Regions from separate parts of the Canis lupus genome. Here region 2 is linked to region 1. Evidence: chromatin contacts called from public Hi-C data. All regions are on one chromosome and are shown on one strand. The core of a region is the stretch at or near the end of the contact, and the rest is flanking DNA. Distances in the headings are between cores, read along the strand shown.

What was found. A called contact is a pair of places that touch in the nucleus more often than the background predicts.
Region 2: a Hi-C map of liver shows a contact between it and region 1, with 2.6 times the contacts expected there. The contact joins two enhancer-like sites. A contact is called at or near these places in 4 of 9 Hi-C or Micro-C datasets (amygdala, blood, liver and 1 more).

What each region holds. Positions count from the first base shown.
Region 1 is chr6:54,738,430-54,744,548 of UU_Cfam_GSD_1.0, forward strand. All of the region lies in intron 3 of ALG14 (UDP-N-acetylglucosamine transferase subunit ALG14 homolog), which reads left to right. Among named protein-coding and RNA genes, the nearest start is that of ALG14, 20 kb to the left of the region's middle. Within about 2 kb of position 3,767, at least 6 of the 20 cell types and tissues checked have an H3K27ac peak or open chromatin away from gene starts, as enhancers often do.
Region 2 is chr6:54,867,519-54,873,637 of UU_Cfam_GSD_1.0, forward strand. All of the region lies in intron 1 of CNN3 (calponin-3), which reads left to right. SLC44A3 (choline transporter-like protein 3) reads right to left here. Exons shown (of 16, transcript XR_005361189.1): 16 at 3,957-4,311. Among named protein-coding and RNA genes, the nearest start is that of CNN3, 7.9 kb to the left of the region's middle. Within about 2 kb of position 2,388, at least 7 of the 20 cell types and tissues checked have an H3K27ac peak or open chromatin away from gene starts, as enhancers often do.

The DNA.
Region 1 (6,119 bases), core at 2,517-5,016:
ATCCTATTGGTTACATTGAAGTAAAGAGAGATAATTATTTGTACTTTTTAGCTCTATTAGCCTGTTTCTCTGCATGGTTTTGCAGTTAAAGAGAAACAGGCTTTCCTTGGGAAATGCATCTCAACCCTGCTGGAATAAAGCAACTGAAAGTAGAAAGATGAGGACTGAAAGCTAAGCAAAAACACGCACAAACTAGCAAAACAAAAACAAGAAAACAAATGTTTAGCTGTGAAATTACTTACATGAAAAAAAAACTTGAAAAGCCTCCCAAAGAAAATGTAATTTCCACTGGGATTAGTTCTAAAGTAAAAAGTAGCTAAAGTACTATCTTTCAGAAAGATTGGAGAGTAACTTCTCCAAATAGAACCAATTACCAGAGCTGTGTCATATGAAGGTAAGTGAAAAATCGAACCAGAGCTTTCTTCCTGGAGCACAGCAGTCTCTGCATGGACCTGTGTTTTGTCAGGGACACACACGTGGGTGAGACGTGGAAGGGAAGAGGCTCAGGGCATTTCACTGGGGATTTTGGTTCATCCTTCTGTTCCCTTCCCTGTCTGAGCCTTATCTGTTAACTGCCTCCCTTGACAGCCGTTACTCCTGTGCAACTTCTGTTAGCCCTTTTAGATCATATCACTAAAGGAAAAAGCTCAGTGACACTTGAATAAAGCATTTTCAAATTTACTTGTAAAAATTACAGGGTAGGCTTTTTTCTTGCATAAAGGAACCAAAGTTGCTGAAAACTGATTTGAAGGGTTAAAAATTAGAGCCAACTTAACTTTAGGGTCATTTCACTAGATTTCCCACTACTGTATAAGTAACTTATACTGTTTTACCAAGAAAGCTATTTGTCCATTTATTCAAAAAATATTAAATGAGTACCAATTCCGTACAAGACACTATGCTTATATATATGTATATATGTATATTTCAGCAAATCTTTATTAAATATGTCCCCCAATCAACTGTGGCAGGATTGTGATTATTTTTCCGCCTCTTTACTCTTTTCTTTCAAAATCTTATTGCCTATTTTTTAAATTTATTTAAAAACTGCAGACAGTGAAGAACTTCTTCACTTACTTTATATAAAAGAAAAAGTGGGAGTTCCCTGTTCCTATTCCAGTCCCACTCTCTATAAATAAACATTGTGCGAGCTTGAGTCATACCTGCCAGTATTACTTTTTGCCTTCTGTTGTCCATGTACTATAAAAAATATAAATTACATACGTATATATGTGTATATATAAACACATAAACCACAGGATGGGGGCAGGGGATTGCTGGTTTATAAATCAAACCCTATATCATTTTCAGCATTTTTGCATGTAACTCTATAGCTTGATAGCTTTCCATGTTGGTACATATAGATCTACCTTGCACTTTTTAATGATTGCATAGTAGTTTACAGTGTCGATGTACCATTTCCCTGCTGTGGTTTTCAGTTTTTCATTGAATACTGCAGTAAACATTTTGTGCACACAAATACTCTTATGTGTGTTTTATCTTGATTAGAAAAGAAGTTAAAAAGCAAAAAAAGTGGGGCACCTGGGTGGCTCAGTGGTTGAGCGTCTTCCTTTGTCTCAGGTCGGGATCCCAGGGTCCTGGGATTGAGTCCTGCATCAGGCTCACTGCGTGGAGCCTGCTTCTCCCTCTGCCTCTGTCTTTACCTCTCTCTGTGTCTCTCATGAATAACTAAATAAACAAAAAACCAAAAAAGTCCAAATTAAGTAGCTTGGTGAAATTAAAAGGCATATCAACCCTTTCCCACTTAGCATTTGGCTAGATTGTTAATTGAATTCTTGTTTTAAAGTAAATGTAGGGTAGTCCGGGTGGCTTGGGCAGCCCAGGTGGCTCAGTGGTTTAGCACCGCCTTCAGCCTAGGGCCTGATCCTGGAGACCCGGAATCGAGTCCCACATCGGGCTCCCTGCATGGGTCCTGCTTCTCCCTCTACCTGTCTCTCCCTCTCTCTCTCTCTTTCTGTGTGTCTCATGAATAAATAAATAAAGTAAATATAGTAAACATATTAAAGAGTATAAATATCATGTGGGGTAGAGACATATAATAGATATCCCAAACAATTGTTCTGGTCACTAAATAAAACTTCCTGTGCCCTCTATTCGTATCCATAGACATTAAATAGGACCCATATATGTGGGGGTTTTTTTTGTTTTTTGTTTTTTGTTTTTTTATATATGTGGGTTTTGAGCCTCATGCCGGGTGTAGAGATTACTTAAAAATAAAATCTTTTTTAAAAAGAAAAGATTTTCAGTTTTCCCAAATTTATAATGCAATAGTAGTCAGAATTCTAATGATTTCCCTTTTTTTTGTTTTTTGTTTGTTTGTTTGTTTTTTTACCTTTCTTTATTCAATACTATGTTTGCTTTCCATTGGCCAGGCATGGTTAGTGTCAGCATCCTCAGCCCCTGTCGCTGTCATTGCCCCCTGCGTCCACCCGGTGGCAGCGCACTGCGCCGTAGCTCCCTATTCCCTCTCCCGGAGTGAGCCGCTAGGGCGGAGATTGCCAGGGTGTGTTACAGCCTAATCCCGCATGGGGAAAATGAGGAGAGGCTGGCTCGTTTCTTTTTTAGAAACATCATATATCCTTGCTAAGGATGATTTTCCTCTCCTGAGTTGAAAAGGCTTTTAGAGCAATCTTTCCACGTTGGAGAGTATTTTTATCTGAGGATTTGATCCACCATGCACCTTGCTGAGGTTGCAGTACTGGCATCTGTTTTATGAGCTCTTCTTGTATGAGATAGGTAGAGCAACTCCTGGAAGCTGTGCTGTCCCCAAAGTGAAATCCTTCTTGAAAATCAAAAGTGAATATTTGATTAATTTCTGTGTGCAAAATTTGGACCAAGTTTTATGAGGAACACAGATAAGGAAAGGAAGTGCCCTTTTGCCTCAAGAAATTGATACCTGTGGCTCAGCAGTTGAGCGTCTGTCTGCCTTTGGCCCAGGGTGTGATCCCGGGGTTCTGGGATCGAGTACCACATTGGGTTCCCCACAAGGAGCCTGCTTCTCCCTCTGCCTGTGTCTCTGCCTCTCCCCCTGTGTCCCTCATGAATAAATAAAAATCTTTTTTAAAAAAATTTGGGGTGCAGTTGGAGAGGCATAAGCACAAATACTGGAAGTCTTAAGAATTAATAAAAGTGTCACTGGGCAGTGCTACCTCTGGAGCCTAGAGTACAAATTGGTTGAAGCCTGCCTACGGACTAGTTAGGCTCCCAGGCCGTCTACCCTATCCTGGCAGAAAAGCCATCACTTACTACTGGAGAGGTTGAACTAAATAAAAAGGTGGAACACCAAACCAAATTGTAGATGGGGTAAGACAGTGCCTTGTGAACAGTGAGCTTAAGGGGAGTGTATACTTACTCCTGGTGCCCCCAATATGTATCACTCAGGTCTCCTATCCAGTCAGTTCCCAGAATGCTACATTTATTTCACCCAGGCAGGAGACTGAAGATTAGCTTCAGGGAAACTGGTTTGGTCAAGAGAATAGAACTATAGATTCTGACACTTGGGATTTCCCCCAGTGAGATGGCCAAATGGACCACTTGTATCCTCCCCTTAACAAGCCCCACCCAGGACACAGGGCTTCCAGTCTGCCTTTTAATGCCTCCTTCCTTGATAGGAACTAGGGTTTCTCAGCCTCAGTGCTATTGACATTTGGGGTCAGGGAAGTTGTGTGGGGAGGCTGTCCCCTTGTTGAGCAGCAACCTGGGCCTCCACCACTAGATGCCAGTAGCACTCCTCCTTTCCCCAGCCCTCATCGGAACTGTCGCCAGACCTTGCTGAATGTCCCTGGGGAGAAACCCATCCACCTCTTGAGTCACTGGCTTGAACTGGCATCCACAGATTCAGACACTGGAGGGAAGCCTCAAGCATAAGGAAAAGCAAAACTAACTGGGGAAGGAACTTTGAGAAGTAATCAGAGGAAAGAGCAAATCAAAGGGGGTGGGGTGGAGACCTTAAAGGAACAGTTTCTTCAGGGAAGTGAAAGTACATTGTAGCTTTGGTTTTATAAGATTTTAGATATTTATTGGGAAGAGAGAGAGAGCACAGACAAGCGGGGTCGGGGTAGGGGAGGGAGAAGCAGACTGGGGCCTCCACTCAGGGCTCAACCCCGAGACCCTGAGATCAGGACCTGAGCCAAAGTCTGACTCTTAACTACCTGAGGCACTTGGGCGCCCCAGGATCAGGACATTATATCTTTAAAGAATGATATCATTAAAAAACAAACAAACAAACAAACAACCAGCTCTTAGAACTAGAAAGACCCTTGGCTATTAAAATTTTGATTGTAGGAATAAAAATCAAAATATTCAAAGATCATCCTGAAGAATTCTGATATAAAGCGGAACAAAAAGGTAAAACCAATAGAGAAAAGATTAAAAAATTAGATAAACTGGATGTTGGAGGACTACTCTCCAGAAAAAGCAAGAACACAGGGCAAAGCTTTAATTAAAAAAAAAAAAAAAAAAAAAAGATCACCCAAGAAAAATTCCTATAAGTGAAAGGATATCTTCAAACTAAAAGACTGTCCCCAGCCCAATTAAATTGTCTCACAAGATATATCATCATGCAACTTCAGAACTGGTGATACAGGGCAGCCCAGCTGGCTCTGGTTTAGTGCCGCCTTCAGCCCAGGGCCTAATCCTGGAGTCCCAGGATCAAGTCCCACATCGGGCTCCCTGCATGGAGCCTGCTTCTCCCTCTGCCAGTGTCTCTGCCTCTCTCTCTCTCTCTCTCTCTCTCTCTCTGTCTCTCATGAAAAAATAAAATTAAAAAAAAAAAAGAACTGGTGATATAGAGGTGATGCAGAGGATAGCCAAAAATTTCCAAAAAGAAAAAAGAGAAGAGTCACAGTGGAGCCCAAGACCACCATGTACAGTAGACCTAGAGAGCAACTGTTCGGGAGTGGCACCAGGGAACAGAGAGAGAACTCCAGAAGGGATGGAGCAAAAAAGTAGTGGTGATGGTGAGTACTACCACAGTTGTTTGACCAGAGTTTCATAGGGAACTTCAGAACTCTGTGTGTGTGTACATACATAAATATATACATAGAGCTTTGATTTAAAAAAAAAAAGATAAATGCTTTGAATGCAGGGGAAGGAGGGATCTCAGGGCTAGAGTGTTGGGATGGAGGGGAGGTGGCTTCTCTGAAAGGTAGAGGAAGATGAAGAGGGGAGGATGGTGTGGGGGAAAGTGCTGGGCACAATCAGGCAAATGTAGAGCATTTTTGAGCCAAGACAGGAGATTGGGAAAGAAGTTGGTTAAATTATAAGAAATTACTTCAATTTTAGAAACTTGAGATCTCATCTTAGAATGTCCATTACAGAAAGGATCTAAGTGATCCAGGATTTTTTTTTAATTTTTTTTTAAAATTTATGATAGTCACACAGAGAGAGAGAGAGAGAGAGAGAGAGAGAGGCAGAGACATAGGCAGAGGGAGAAGCAGGCTCCATGCACTGGGAGCCCGATGTGGGATTCGATCCCGGGTCTCCAGGATCGCGCCCTGGGCCAAAGGCAGGCGCCAAACCGCTGTGCCACCCAGGGATCCCCAGGATTTTTTTAAAAAAATGATGCAGAGGGTAGAGGGATCCTCTCTAAGTTGTGAGTAATAGTTGGTTTTTGCTTTTGTCTTTGGACATTTTTCTATATTTTATAAGGTTACAATTAGAAAACAATGAAAGTTATGTTTTAGAAACAAACTAAGAAGAGATAAAAGCCCAGTGGAAATATTAACCTATTGATATGAAAACATTTATTTTCTAAACCCAAATAGGTATCAGAAGCATGAATCTTTTGGGACAGGTATCTTTACCTTTTTGGAGGCACGTTAGTTTTCTGTGACTTTAATAAACAGATCTTTTCATTTGTATCCCTTATTCCGTACATGCATATAAATCAGTGGCAGTTTGGTGGTTACAGGACTGATCAGTTAGGACCTCTGAAGTTAACATGGTTTGCTTGCATTCACAGCACCTACTGTTTTCCACAAGGTGGGGTGCTAACTTCACACAGTAGACTGAGTCTGCTGTAACTTTCAGAAACTTCTAACTCTAATGCATGTGCTAACTCTTTTTCATAATTCCTAAGCAATTCTAAGAGAAATAAT
Region 2 (6,119 bases), core at 1,138-3,637, 130 kb after region 1:
TTAAAAAAATAAGCTTGATGAGGAAGACTGTGCTGCTACGGTCATTCACCAGAGGCGCATCCTTTCTCCCCGTACCATTTCCCTTCCAGGTTGGGATTGTGGGGGTTAGTGAGTGTTTTCACTTAAAAGTGTATTGTGAACCATGATGCTTATTATCTGTGACATTTAAAAAAATGAAGCACCATTGGATGGTTTTGGTTTTTCAGCCAGTTACCGTTATACGCAGGAGAATGAGAAGATGCTTTGCTCACCTTCTCAGTATGACTAGGAGATGGGAGGGGGCCCCTGTCATTAGAGTTTTTTTGGCAAGTTTCACTTTATTCTAGGCATCAGACTCCTACTGCATATATTCCACATGCATTGGTTCTTCTTAACTCTAAATTCCTAGCCACAGAGAGCTCTTAGCTGATACTCGTATGTACCTGTGCTCATGTTTTTGTTGAGGATTCCTTGAGCCCAGAGTAGATCCTGGTTGTTTGGGGGTCCTGACGCATAGGCAGTTTGGGAAGGAAGAGGAGATGTCAATCATTCTACAAAATACAAGAATACCTTGCAAATTTTATGAAAACAGATGACCATGGGAATCCTTGTGGACTTAGATACCTATTAATCGTCTCCTTAAAGTAGAGAAAGTAGAACCTAGTGGCTACGAACGTGGACTGTGGGGACTGTCTGGGTTGGAATCTTGGTTCTGCCTCTTACTCAGTGACTTTGGGCAAGTACCTGTGTCTCATCTGTAAAATAAGGATGTGGAAATACCTACCTTTATAGGGCTGTTGGGAAAAATAAGTAAGGTAGACAATCCACGTCAAGTGTGTAGAATCATGCCTAGAACCCAAAGTGCCCATTATGTAAATGTTAGCCATTTTTTTCACTTTGCTGGCTGGTTCCCTGGCTGGTTCTCCGCCGGTTAGGCTCAGTCCTGTGTTTGGAGTTTCTCTTACCTTCTAGATATTGAGATTATCTCCAGGACTTGGACACTCATTGGGGAATCTGTATCTGAATGAGACTTCTGGCAGATAGGGGACCAAGATGCCAAGCGGTCTCTCTGGATTTCGCTGCTGTGTCAGGAATAGGACCTGCCCCTGGAGTCCTTATTCAAGACTCCTGCCCCTGGTGGCCTGCGCCTCCTCGGTGAAATCCCGGGGCCTCTAACCCTGATCTCATTCTGTCCACATTGCCCTCAGAGCCAGGGACTTCTGTGTGGAGCTAGGGGCTTCGCTTTCTGCCCATGTTACTATTTGGCTTTTTCTTCCTTAGAGATTGATTTTTGTGGAGATCAGAAAGCTCTTTCATTGCTTGGTTTCAGATCAGCCTCCTGTTTCTCCACAGGGGACTGACAAACATATCTACCTCTTCGTGTTTCTTTTCTTTCTTTTTTTTTTTTTAAGATTTTATTTTATTTTATTTTTTTAAGATTTTTATTTATTAATGAGACACAGGCAGAGGGAGAAGCAGGCTCCATGCAGGGAGCCCGACGTGGGACTCGATCCCAGGTGTCCAGGATCAGGCCCTGGGCTGAAGGCGGCGCTAAACCACTGAACCTGGGCCGCCCAAGATTTTATTTTTTTTAAGTCATCTGTACACCCAGCGTGGGGCTGGAACTCCCAGCGCTGAGGCTGAGGGCCACAGCTCCCGACTGAGGCAGCGGGCCCACCTGCCTCTGGGAGTAGATCTTGGCCGAGCTGGAGGACTTCAGTTTTGAATGGTCCTGTGCAGGCTCCACCTAGACCTGTGAAGTGAGAGCAGGAGCTCAGATGGCGTAGGCCTAGTTTTCCTCCGTGAGGCAGGGAGGGAACTTCTTCACCCTCTTCCTTCCGATGGGAAGCCTCGGGGTGAGCGCCACCCCAGTCCGCAGCGGGCAGGCCAGGGACGTGGAGGCAGGAGTGCAGAAAAAAGAGGAGGCCCTGGGGCTTGCAGGGACTCTTCTGGGCGGGACGTAACCTAAGCATCCCTGGCCATTTTCTGGTCCTCCCTCACAAGTCTCCAGGGGATCCTAGTTGTGGGGCGGCTCGACAGAGCAGCCTGGGATTTCATGGTTGTTTCTGTCCCCTGCCCGAATGTTTGGACCCAGGCCTGTCCTCATTGTCCCAAGCCCCTCAGCCTGCTTATTAGTAGTGCACGAGGCTCTGCACACGGGGAGGGGGAGAGAGGGAGGGAGAGAGCGAGCGAGCTCATGTGCTCCCTTAGAACAGTTTTCTGTCCCTCCTTTTGTTTCACATGGGAGGAAATAGGAGAGAAAATAATCAATACCATGTGTAGTCCGTCTCTCCTAATTCAAACATGTGATTCGACTTGGAATGCAAAAATAGCCAGAGCAATCATAGCTCCAGTCGAGGATAGAAACTGCACTTAGGTTAACCGTCGCATTGTGAGCTGGTCAGCGTCCTTGGCCCTCAGCGGCGAAGCTGGAGCTCCGGGGCCTTTCTCTAGGGTTCACAGACGGCCGCCCCCCGCCCCTGAATGGGCCCATTCTCTGCTCTGAGGACTGGAGGGCATTTGTCTCTACTTTTTCCTTCCCCTTCTTGAGGGACCTGTATGTTGTCTGAATCCCTCAGCCCCACCTGATCTCGGCCACACACACGCACAGGCGTGAGCTTTGCCAGCCAGGCTTTCATTTTGAATTTTCTTCCTCTCTGGGCTTGATTTTTTTTTTTTAATATTTTTCTTTTTTTCCTCTTTTCAGTGACTGCTCCACTGTTGACACCCCTTCCAGCGTTCCGTCTTACCGCACCTTCTAAAACACGCGTGTCGTAGGAGGCTCTTTTTATAGGGGCCAGTGGAGGAGTTAAAGTGTTTTTCGTCTGAGACATCCCTGCCAACTATCCTATGAACTTTTGAACCATACCGGCAACGCCCTTTGGGACTGCAGATTCCCCATGGGCTGCTTTGAATCAATGTTTTCTCGAACTCTGCAGCATATTCATGGTGCATCAGTCTGATACGGTGATGGTGGTAGAAGTGGCTTTAGGATGCACTTTTCTCCACGAATTGAAAGGACTTTATTTGAAGCCACAGTCTAAGGCTGCTGGCTAATCGTCCCCTAGCAGCACCGCAGCTCCCGGGCCGCAGGATAGTAGAGGAGTGCCAGTATCCTGTATCCCTGACCCCTACCCAACCACTTGGGCGACTTCAAATATCATTCGACCATTTTAGACCTGAATTAGAGTCTGTGGTATGGATCCTTGTTGTTCACTCACGTAGAAAAGTGCACAACTTTTGAGCTTAACATTTACAAGTGTTCTAGGTAGTACCAAATGGCCCCCTAAAAAAATCCATTTATACTTCCCACCAAAGTTATGAAAGGGAAGGTGGCTTCCCTCTTGATGCTAAAAAGAAAACAACAAAACTATATCAGAGCGGCCTTGTCAAAATCCAGGTCACTTGCTTTAGTTCATTATTATCAAGTCACGAGTCACTGACATTTGTAACTCCTACTCTCTCTACCACCCCACCACTCAGGTGACAGTTGGCAACAGAGTGAAGTAGGGGCATCTCTTTTACAGATTATTTGACAAGGAGGAGGGTTTTTTTTTTTTTTTTTTTAAGATTAAATTTATCCATTTGAGAAGAGAGCATGAGGGGACGAGGAGAGGGAGAAGCAGTCTCCCCACTGAGCAGGGAGCCCAGTGTGGGGCTCGATCCCAGCACCCCAGGATCATGACCTGAGCTGAAGGCAGATGCTTAACCAGCTGAGCCACCCAGGTGCCCCAGATAATAAGTAGTTTTTAAAATAGAAAGCCTAGGCAGCATCTTAATGATTTTTTAGCAAAATGGCTATCTAATAATATCAAGTAATTGTTCTGTATAATATATTGAATTTAACGGAGGAAATCTTTTTGATACCCAGACGAGAATGACCAGCAAAGCACAGATAGAAGGATAAGGGTTGACATTTATTGATTTCTTCATGGTTTACATGAACTAAGTCATTGATTCTTTCCAGCAACTCTCTGGTGGAAGTGCTGTTAATGATTCCTGGTTTACAGGTGAGGAAACTGAGGCACAGTGCAGCTGGGACTCCAACTCGAGCATTCAGCTTGCTGAGCCCATGCTCTTCAGTGTTTTAATTAGAAGCCAGAACTCAGGGAGAATTGGCAGCTCTCAAAGGGAAGAGGAGAAGGCAGGCCAGAGAGGGAAGCTCGGGGATGATGTCCTTTACCAAGAATGAAGCCACAGGAAGAGGGGTGGAGGGGCTTTCTGGAGTGCTGCAGAAACACGCCACTGGATTTGGCTCCTGAGCAGTCGCTGGTGACCTTTTGAGAGATCGTCTCCGGTAGAGCAAATTTCCAGAGGCATTAGGAAGAAGCACTAAATGGAGAGGTTGGTCATGAAATGAAAGAGAAACAGGACAGTGTTTGAAGCTGGCAGTTTTAGTCAAAGATGTGCCTGTTGGGGGCACCTGGCTGGCTCAGTCGGAAGAGCGTACAACCCTTGATCTTGGGGTCATGAGTTCGAGCTCCACGTCGGGTACAGAGACTATTTAAATGTTTACATATATATATATGTATATATATATATATGGCCTCGGCTGCCCAGGACGCCCAGCTGGGCCCGTGTGCGGCCTGTGCCCGGCCGTCGTCTGCGAGCCTGCGGGCCACAGGGCCGGCTCTGGGGGGCGCAGGCCTGGCGGGAAGGGATTTCTTTCTCCCTGCCCTCAGGCTGCCTCACACCCAGCTCGGCTGGGCCTTCCTCTGTTGGCCGCAGGTGGCGGGGGCTGTGTGACCTTGTCATGGCCCCCACCCCCACCCCCCCCCACCCCCCGCCCGGCCGCGAGGGTCAGGACTGCAGAAGGAAACCACGTTCAAGTTTTGCCTTTTTTTTTTTTTTTTTTTTTTTTTTAGGAACTCTGTCAACCTTGTGACTATTTCCTTTTTTGTTTCAGTGTTTAGGAAGCTTGGACCCTAGTGTGTAACTGTCCTGTGCCTGGTGGCAGTTGTGTAGGACTCGGTGACATGAGGTGCTTGAACCTTACTTTGGACTCACTTTGTCTTCACGCTCCCCACTAAAGTAGACCAAAACCCTTTCTAGATAGTTAGGGTCTCAACAAGTTGAGTGTCCTTCTACCTTCATATGTGATCTCATTGTAAATTATAAAATTTTTAAAAAGAGGAAATGTAGGGACATCTGGGTGGCTCCGCAGTTGAGCATCTGCCTTCGGCTCAGGGTGTGATCCCGGGGTCCTGGGATCAAGTCCCGCGTCGGGCTCCCTGCATGGAGCCTGCTTCTCCCTCTGCCTGTGTCTCTGCGTCTCTCTGTGTGTGTCTCTCACGAATGAATAAATATTTTAAAAATAAATAAAAATAAAAAGAGGAAATGTGAAATTCCATCCTGCTTTTGAATGGAAATTTCATATCTAATTTTCACTGGGGAGGACAAGGCCCTGGTGCACGGCGATGTATCTGTAAGACTGCTGTGGAATCTCACTCGCCGGCGTCTAGCCTGTGTTTCCAGCGAGAGGTATGTGAGCTCTGTTCTCTGCTGGTTGTGTAACCTGGATTATAGTTAGAAGAGGCATTCATGATCTGAGATCTAGAGCTGGGCCCCCAAAAGGAGCTCCTGATGTACTGCAGGCCGTGTGAAAGGCTGGGGCCCTGCTTCTCCTTGGCCTCCTTTCCACCCATGGCCCATCCAGTAGCTCAGAGTAAGGGGGTGGCCTGTGTCTCGACTCACCTTTGGGGTGGGCAACTGGGAGCACTTGGATGAATGTGGCCAGCGATCTCTGATCTCTGGGTCAGAGAGCTTTTCCTGCCTCAGTAGAGGGGAGTTCCTTTGTAAATACAGTTAGGGTACACTTGGGGCCTTGGAGATGGATCTCCTGCCTCCTCGGGTCACAAGACCCATCCTAAGGAGGCCCCCTTGCTATATAACTGATGAGGAGTGAGCAGATGTTCCGCTACAGAAAGTTCATTGCCATGATGTCCCTTGGGATTATAGAAACAGAGGACAACTTTACAGCACAGTCCACGTGCCTGAAGGTTGTATCGGAGGCACCTGCCCAGGACACAAGTGCCTGAAGATGTAGACGGCAGTGAGATACCAGAGGCTTGCAAGTCTGATGAGCCGCAGAAGAACAGCTGGAGAACTCTGAAGAGCATCTCTGTTTCCATCTATTTTGT